3 separate regions of the Sus scrofa genome follow, and all the other regions are linked to region 3. A link is a contact called in public HiChIP or PLAC-seq data. All regions are on one chromosome and are shown on one strand. The core of a region is the stretch at or near the end of the contact, and the rest is flanking DNA. Distances in the headings are between cores, read along the strand shown. Region 1 holds the start of TYRO3 (tyrosine-protein kinase receptor TYRO3). Region 2 overlaps NDUFAF1 (complex I intermediate-associated protein 30, mitochondrial). Region 3 overlaps MAPKBP1 (mitogen-activated protein kinase-binding protein 1).

Region 1 (2,700 bases), core at 45-2,544, 270 kb after region 3:
GTGCAGCCACTCCAACATGCTTGGTTTCAGGAAGCTCGGAGTGAGCACAGGGACTAGAGTATGCCCAGGTGTTTTCTGTGACTAGGTAATCTCACAGCCCCTGTACCGACATGATGTAAGGGTGCCTGTGGTGCTCAGCCCCAGCCCCTGTGGCTTCAGAGTGAGACCTTCGTGTGTGGGGCAGGCAGAATGGAGTCCCCAGTCCCGGGAGGGAAAAGCAAACAACTAGGAACATCGAGGCGGGAAAATCCTGTCCCAAACACCCCCCGCTGACCACTCAGCGCTCTGCCCTACTCCTCTCCCTTCCACCCCGACAGAAGAGCCCCGGACGCGAGAAAGTTGGGGGCGGGGGCCCCGACCACAGATCCAGGTGCGAACACCCGGCTGCGCCCCCTCCCCCCAGTGCCCGAGCCTCGGCCTTCCAGCTTGGGTCCCCCAGCCCAAATCTCCGGCCCGCCCAGGCCCGGGGTTCGCCCGGCTGCTGTCCCCGGGCTCCGACCCCAGCCGCGCCCCTCCGCAGACCCCGCTTTCCGCCGTCCCCCCGAGCCAGCCCCTACCTGCGGCCGCGGACTCCGGGAGCAGCAGCGCGGCCAGACCCGCCAGCAGCAGCAGCAGCAGCAGCGGCGGCGACGGCGGCGGCAGCGGCAGCGGCAGGAGCCCCGACCGCCCCATGCTCCGCCTCAGCGCCATCGGCGGCGACGCCGCACCATGCCGGGCCCGGCCCGCGAGCGACGAGGGAGGAGGGAGGAGAGGAGGAGCGGCGAGGTGGGGGAGGGCAGCGGGAGGGCGGGGGGCGGCGCTGGGGCCGCGCTCCGAGACCCGCGCCCGCTGCGAGTCGCCGCGGCGGCCGTCAGCCGCACAGGGTCCCCGGGGCCGCTCCTGGGCCACCGCGCTCCTTCCACAGCCGTCGCCGCCGTCGCCGCCGCCGCCGCCGCTGATTCATGTTCTCGGAGCCGCCGCCTCCTCCCCGGCCCGCCCGCCCGCAGCCCGAGCTCGTACCGCCCCCCCGCGGAGCCCCGGGCGGCTCGCTCCGAGCGCCAAACCCGCGGCTGCCAGCACGGTCTCCAGCCGACCTCCACCCACAGACCTCCGCAGACCCGGCTGGCACCCCCTGGCCCAGCTACCCCAATGCCGAATCCGAGGATCTGGTTCGGTCCTCTGGATGGGCACCCCAGCCACGCCCCTCCTTCCCCTAAATACACTCCAGCATCTTCTCAAACCCAACACACTGATCCTTCCTTCGAAATTTTGCTAGAAGCCTCTACCGCGCACCCCAACTTTTCTCCACACTCTGATGCCAGAACCCAGCATCCTCTTCTCAGGACAGAAAGTACCTCAATCCCCTGAATACTCCCAACCATCGGGCCTCCTGAAATTGTCGCGACTCAGTGCTCCCCCCACTGGATCTACTAGGACACTTTCATGCCTCTTTGATGAGCCTTTCACCTATATTCCCCCTATGCATACTCCATTTCCCACCCCTTTATCTCCATGACTTCGGGCCTTCCGTCTTGAGTTTTCCAAGATCTTGGTAATTCTCAGGTTTTATCTGCAATCCCCACGGCTACAGTACATAAGTCAAAGCCCAGTGGCCTGTTTCTTTGGGGCGCTCATTCTTCCTAGTTGCTTCCTCTGCTTCTAGCCTCCATCTCTCAGGATGTGGTGTGAAAGTTGGGTATGCCCTCACAATATCCAGGAAAAATACTAGCTATTATTGGTTGTCCACCTTGCACACAGTAGGCACTCCATAAGTAAACAGACAGATGCCTTGTTAAATGAATGAATAATTGCCTCAGAGCTTGGCCTGCCCCACAGCGAGTAATCAAGGGGGTGGCTGTGCCCACAGACATCCTGTCAGGCAGATACAGAACTGGTTCCAAATCCAGCCTACCAAATGTTCCCCTCCTCTTGCCCTTGCCTCTACTGGTCCCCTGGCGCCTACTCCAGAAGGCTGTTCCCAGAAGTCTTGAGTGGGGAGGAGAGACAAGCCACCCAGCATCCCCCACCGCCACACTTCCATTTCTCTGCAGCCTCATTGGATCTTTCCAGGGATTCTCCTTCTGAGCAGCAAGGGCCTGCCTATTCCTCCTCTTGGCCAGCATCAGTGCTTGTTTATTAATTATACTAATGATAACAACAACAGCAGTGCTGGCAGCAGCCTTGGACCCAGCTGGGGGCGCCCCCTGGTGGCAGCACAGGGAGAAGGGCTGTCAGAACTGGATGGCCGGGGCCTGGGTGTCTTCCTTTAGCAATTTTCTTGGGCACTGTGGGTTGGCTTCAGGACTCTTTCCCAAAGGAAAAGTCTTGCTCCGTTCCAGAATCCACAGCTTCTGAGCTTAGGCTTGGTTGGATCAGGGCAGGCAGACAACAATCTGGGGCTGAAGCCAGATTCACTGGGGCCCCAGCTACTGCGGCAGTTTGGCTGCTGCAGCCCTGCACTTGAGCCCTCCACACTTCTCAAGGTCCTCCCCCACCCCCCACCTCTCCTCTCTGGAGGGGACTTCAAGTTTCTAGGGAAAGGAAACTGTTGACTCTGGCTGATACTGAAAAGACCTCTCCCAGAGGATGTCGAACCTAGAGCCCAAACCCCTGCCTTTCACTTCCTTTTCTTCCCTCATCTCCACAGCCCCACCCCTCATCATTTCCTGAACTCTGATGAGAATCCCAGGCCAAGGACCATCCTTTGCCATTAAGCAAAAT
Region 2 (2,700 bases), core at 97-2,596, 430 kb after region 3:
AATATTTTCAAACCACTTTTCCCTTTCTGCGATTCCTATTATGTGTAGATTGTCATACTTTTTATTATACCTTAAGTCTTTTATATTGCTTTCTTGTTCTCATTTGGCTTTTTTCCTGCTGTTCTGCTTGGGTGATTTCCATTATTCTATCTTCTAGGTCACTCTTTTGTTCTCCATTATTCATCCTGTTCTTTGTTGCCTTTTGCTCAGCAGCCTGGCAAATGTGTTTTCTAATTTTTCTTGGCTCCTCCTCATAGTTTCTAGTTCCTTTTTTTTTTTTTTTTTTTTTTTTTTGTCTTTTTGTCTTTTGTTGTTGTTGTTGTTGTTGTTGCTATTTCTTGGGCCGCTCCCGCGGCATATGGAGGTTCCCAGGCTAGGGGTCACCAGCCTACGCCGGAGCCACAGCAATGCGGGATCCGAGCCGCGTCTGCAACCTACACCACAGCTCACGGCAACGCCGGATCGTTAACCCACTGAGCAAGGGCAGGGACTGAACCCGCAACCTCATGGTTCCTAGTCGGATTCGTTAACCACTGCGCCACGACGGGAACTCCCTCTAGTTCCTTTTTTACCTCTCTTTTTTTTTGAAATTGGTGTCTCTTAGACTGAAGAGGTCTGTTTTCACTGTTCTTTCAGGGGAATTCCCTTGGTCTTTTAACTGGGAGTGGTTCTTCTGCTTTTTCATTTTACTTATATTTCTATCCTTGAGTTTAGAAGAAACATTTGTCTACTATGCTTTGGAGGGATATTTACATGTGGAAGTGTCCATCTGTAGTGGGCTTAATATTTTTGGTGTGAGGCTTGTTTTTAGTATGGATGTCTGTTCCCTCTGTTCTCAGTGTGTGCTGGACGTTATCCCCTTCATAGGGGGTAGGCAGACATGGTGACTGATGCTTACTCCTGGGTTGTCATCAGTGGAAGCTTGTGCCCACACCCAGAGCCTGAGACGTCCGTGGAGGAGGCCTGTGACCACTTCTAAAGCCCACAGTCAGTGGCTTGTGACCATTTTTGGTACCTGTGCCTGCTGTGGGAGCTCATGTAGGCAGTGTCCTATTGCCTGAGAGCATGTGCAGGGAAAAGGCTGCAATGGTGGGACCGCCCTTCCTCTCACACACTCTCCCACACTGTGGGTGCCTGGCTTCTAGGGTAGGCCTGGGCTTCTTCCTTGTACACTCTCAGTTGTGGTCATGCCAGACTTCAGGCCCTTCAGGTTGTTTCTGTGCAGCCCATGCCAGTCCTTTCCCTGTGTTGCAAAGCCCAAGCTTCAGCAGCCAGCCCCCGCCTGTACCAGAGACACATTTCAGACTGGGGAGCCATGGGGTGGTGCAACTGACTGTGCAGTTCTCTCTCAGTTCTGGCTGCCTGGGTAAGTTGCTCTGCTCTCCTCCCACGCGCTGAAGCTCCCCCTCTGTCCCAGCTGATCTCCCTGCTGGTGAGAGCCTTTAAAGCTCCCTCCCAGGGGTGTGGGTCCTGACTGATTCCTTTCATTTTCTTCTTTTGTCCTGCCTGGTTAAGTGGAGATTTCCTTGCTTTTTCAGAAGTCTGAAGTTTTCTGCCAGCGTTCAATAGATATCCTGTGAGAATCATTCCATGTGTCGATGTATTTTTGAAGTATTTGTGGGAGGAGGTTAGCTTCTTCATGTCCTACTTTGCCATCTTGATTGCTCCACCTAAATAGGCTTTGAATTGAATTTGTATTTATGTCAACAAGTGTTTTTGGTGATAATAATCTGAATAGTACATTTTTTTTTTTTTGGTCTTTTTGCCTTTTCTAGGGCTGCTCCTGCGGCATATGGAGGTTCCCAGGCTAGGGGTCTAATCAGAGCCGTAGATGCTGGCCTACACCACAGCCACAGCAACATGGGATCTGAGCCGCGTCTGCAACCTACACCACAGCTCACGGCAATGCCGGATCCTTAACCCACTTAGCAAGGCCAGGGATCAAACGTGCAACCTCATGGTTCCTAGTCGGATTCGTTACTGCTGCACCATGACGAGAACTCCAGTTTGGTGTTTTTAGAGCTGCACCTGTGGCATATGGAGGTTCCCAGGCTAGGGGTCAAATCGGAGCTGTAGCTGTTGGCCTACACTACAGCCATAGCAATGAGGGATCCAAGCCAAGTCTGTGACCTATACCACAGCTCACAGCAATGCTGGATCCTTAACCTACTGAGCAAGGCCAGGGATCGAATCTGTGTCCTCATGGATGCTAGTCAGATTTGTTTCAGCTCAGCCACAAGAACTCTCTGTATTTTTAAAATTTAGATCCTGGAGACCTTTTATATGATTACATGGAATTATTCCACATTCTTTGTTATTTTGTTTGTATATGGAAGTTCCCAGGCCAGGGGTCAAATCAGAGCTATAGCTGGCGGCCCAAGCCACAGCCACAGCAACATTAGATCCAAGCCGAATCTGCTACCTACACCACAGTTCACAGCAACACCGGATCCTTAACCCACTGAGAGAGGCCAGGGATCGAACCTGCATCCTCATGGATCCTAGTCAGGTTATTTAACTGCCAAGGCACATGGAAACTCTGCCAGCTGCTTTCTAAAAGAGTTGTACTAGGGAGTTCCTGTTGTGGCTCAGAGGAAACAAATCTGACTAGCTGTGGTATAGATCCCAGACATGGCTTGGATCCCACCTTGCTGTGGCATAGGCCGGCAGCTATAGCTCTGATTCTATCCCTAGACTGGG
Region 3 (2,700 bases), core at 26-2,525:
TGGGGTCAGGCAGACCTGTCTGCTAACTTTGTGATTTGGGCATATCCTTTAACTTCTCTGAACCTCAGTTTCCTCATGTGGAAAACAGAAATAAAAATACCTATGCCAAAACAAAAAACAAAAAAAAAACCTATGCCGTAGAATTGTTGTGCAAACTAAAAAAGTCATATGCAAAGCGACCAGCATGGTGCTCCTGGCCATCTTCTCGAAGGGTTCTCTGGGGCACCAATCGCAAGGAAAGAGCAATCAGGGGGGTCAGCAGTTGCTGCAGGCACACCAACTATGGTTCCCACACAGGACTTGCTGGACACTAGTGACTCATTAGGGTCCTCACCCTGGTACGGAATTACAAACCATCCCTTCACATTCACTCCCAAAGGGGAAGTCTTATAGCTTTAATTCTTCTAAGAGATAAAAAGAGTCTAGGGTGTTTCCTAGGGCATCCTTGGTTGTGGTCCTCTTTAGGTACCCAGAATCTAATGCCTTCCAAATAAGTAACCTTCTGAGGCCAGCCCATGAGACCCACTGGCATCTCTGTTTCTCCGATGTTTTATGAGACCACTCCCCCCACAGGTGTGAGAAAAGACTTGGTGGTAAAAACCCAGTGAATAATATGGTCATGGTGTAGAGCTACCAGTACGCCTCTCTCTGCCCAGGGGATTCTAAACGCATCCCCTTCCGGGACAAGAGGGGGGCTCTCTGTGAGCTGCAAGACTTATAAGCCAAGTCCCAAAGGCAGGGACTGAGTCCCCTTCCTCACACCCACTGGCCACCATGGCTGCTGTCAAACAAGTGAACTGGGTCCTTCTTTCTTTGGGACCTTTGCAATTGAGGTCTCCAACATCTGGAAGCATGGATCTTCACACACATGGCCAGACACTTTTCCATAGATTCCTCTTTGCCATTCAGATAGCAGCTCAAATGTTACCTCCCACGGAGCCCTGACCACAGGTCTTAAAGTAGTCCCACCCCTACCCACTCTCAGGGACCTACTCGCTCTCCTTTTTACTTTCTTTGCAACACTTACCGCTCTCTGATACTATCTTGCTCATTTGTTTGTTTATATGCTTAGTGTCTGTTTACCTTCCTTGATCTTAAACCCCACAAAAGCACTGACACGGTCTTACTGCTATATATCCTGTGGCTGGAACAGTGCTTGGCCCAGAGCAGGTTTTCAACAAGAATCGGCCAAACAAATGAATGACTACTGATGAACAAGCACTTTGTGAGTGACCTCATATATGATTCACAGCCATCAGGGCACCAAGTCCACACATCCTCTTTCCTTAGGCCTGCCAGTCTCTCCACAACTCTACATACTCCCTGGCAACCCCTGCACAGTGTTTGCCACAGAGAGGAAGAAGGTAGCTGTGTGCTCCTTCAGCTCAGATGTCACTGGAACACAGACAGTCCAGGGGGAGTCTGTGGCTTCACACATAGTTCAAAGCTTTGGAGCTGGGGCTCTCAGCATAAATTCCCATACACGCTGAGTAAATGGAGGGCCTTCTCAGGAGAACTAGGTTTTCCCTCCTCCTCCGTACTTAAACCAACCAAGAGTCTCCCCTTGGCTGCTGAGTAAGGCCAGACACTTTTCCAGGACACCTCCCACTCTAGTAGCTGCCCTGCATGAGGCCCTGCACTCTGGCATCAAGGGTCAGGAGAAACCCATCCTGTGCACTGATTCTACAGCGGCAACAGGGGCTGTGCTGGGCTCTGAAGGCCCCGAACCCTCTACCAAGCCAGCAAGGGAAGGGGCCCGAGTCAATTATGGGGTGTTCAACTAGACTGAGAGGCTCAAAGAAGCTATCTGGGGACTGGCTTGGCCTCCTAGGGCAGGGGGGCTTAAAATGTGACAGGTGAAGTGTGGGCTTCCTGTGGGAAAGATAAGAGCAAAGGGAGTGCTCCCCAGAAGAGACCCAGGGGCCACTGAAACTTGAGGGGTCTCCACCCAGAGACTTTAACCCACCTCTGCCTGACATACGTCCCCTCCACCCAACCCTCCCTGAGCTGTTTCATTTCCTTTCAGAAAACTTTGTTTTGGTTTGATATTTGCCTCTAGGCCTCTGGGAGAATTTTCTGAGCTTTGTTTCTCTTCTTGTTTCTAGGATACCTGAGCTGCTCCTAGAGCAACAAGCGCAGTAGGAACTAGAGAGTGGGGGATGGAGGTAGGGTTAGGATCACCAGATAGGAAGAGAAGGAAGGGGGGAGGGAAAGAGCCTGCCTGACTCACACAGGCTTTGGTGGCCCCCAGATACTCAGCGGCACACATCAGGGAGCTGGAGCACAGGGCAAAACTGAAACACTCAGAAAAAGGCCATTTACAAGGAGAGCACTCAAAGTTCTAGAAAATGAAAAGGTCAGGGGGTAGATCAGGGCACTGCCCAGGGCTGGCCCAAGCCAAACACGCAAGAAACCTACTAAAGGTGACAACAGGGAAGCTTCCACACACCACCTGGAAGGACAGTGACTCCCAGGTACACATGCCAGGCTGGGACCTGCCCATAAACAGAAGCACACACCCTTCCTTAAAGGCACTAGGCCTGGGTTGGAGCGAAGGGCTCTGTGCCCCTCAGGGCTCAGGCAGCAAGGAGCAGCAGGCCTTTCCTGCTCGCCCCACATCCAGCCCCAGCCCCACCTCCAACAAGAAGGAACCTGGCTTTCCCAGGCCAAGGCAGGCACGAGTGGAATTCCCCAGAGGCA

The links. HiChIP or PLAC-seq counts read pairs in DNA pulled down with a chosen protein or histone mark.
Region 1: an H3K27ac HiChIP or PLAC-seq map of alveolar macrophages shows a contact between it and region 3. The contact joins the promoter of TYRO3 here to the enhancer-like site in region 3. A contact is called at or near these places in 4 of 5 promoter capture datasets (fetal liver, fetal skeletal muscle and liver), 13 of 47 Hi-C or Micro-C datasets (alveolar macrophages, blood, embryonic fibroblasts and 9 more) and 2 of 2 datasets of contacts at active chromatin or transcription factors (alveolar macrophages and skeletal muscle).
Region 2: a contact with region 3 is called in an H3K27ac HiChIP or PLAC-seq map of alveolar macrophages. The contact joins two enhancer-like sites. A contact is called at or near these places in 1 of 47 Hi-C or Micro-C datasets (retroperitoneal adipose tissue) and 1 of 2 datasets of contacts at active chromatin or transcription factors (alveolar macrophages).

Annotation. Positions count from the first base shown.
Region 1 is chr1:129,828,101-129,830,800 of Sscrofa11.1, forward strand. TYRO3 (tyrosine-protein kinase receptor TYRO3) reads right to left here and starts at 1,295. Exons shown (of 19, transcript XM_021097401.1): 1 at 1,273-1,295.
Region 2 is chr1:129,985,180-129,987,879 of Sscrofa11.1, forward strand. The region is part of intron 3 of NDUFAF1 (complex I intermediate-associated protein 30, mitochondrial); the gene reads left to right. Among named protein-coding and RNA genes, the nearest start is that of NDUFAF1, 18 kb to the left of the region's middle. Within about 2 kb of position 1,347, at least 4 of the 83 cell types and tissues checked have an H3K27ac peak or open chromatin away from gene starts, as enhancers often do. A contact at or near this core is called in alveolar macrophages, where this site is marked.
Region 3 is chr1:129,557,251-129,559,950 of Sscrofa11.1, forward strand. The region is part of intron 3 of MAPKBP1 (mitogen-activated protein kinase-binding protein 1); the gene reads right to left. Among named protein-coding and RNA genes, the nearest start is that of JMJD7, 25 kb to the left of the region's middle. Within about 2 kb of position 1,276, at least 30 of the 83 cell types and tissues checked have an H3K27ac peak or open chromatin away from gene starts, as enhancers often do. A contact at or near this core is called in alveolar macrophages, mesenteric adipose tissue, omental adipose tissue and 1 more, where this site is marked.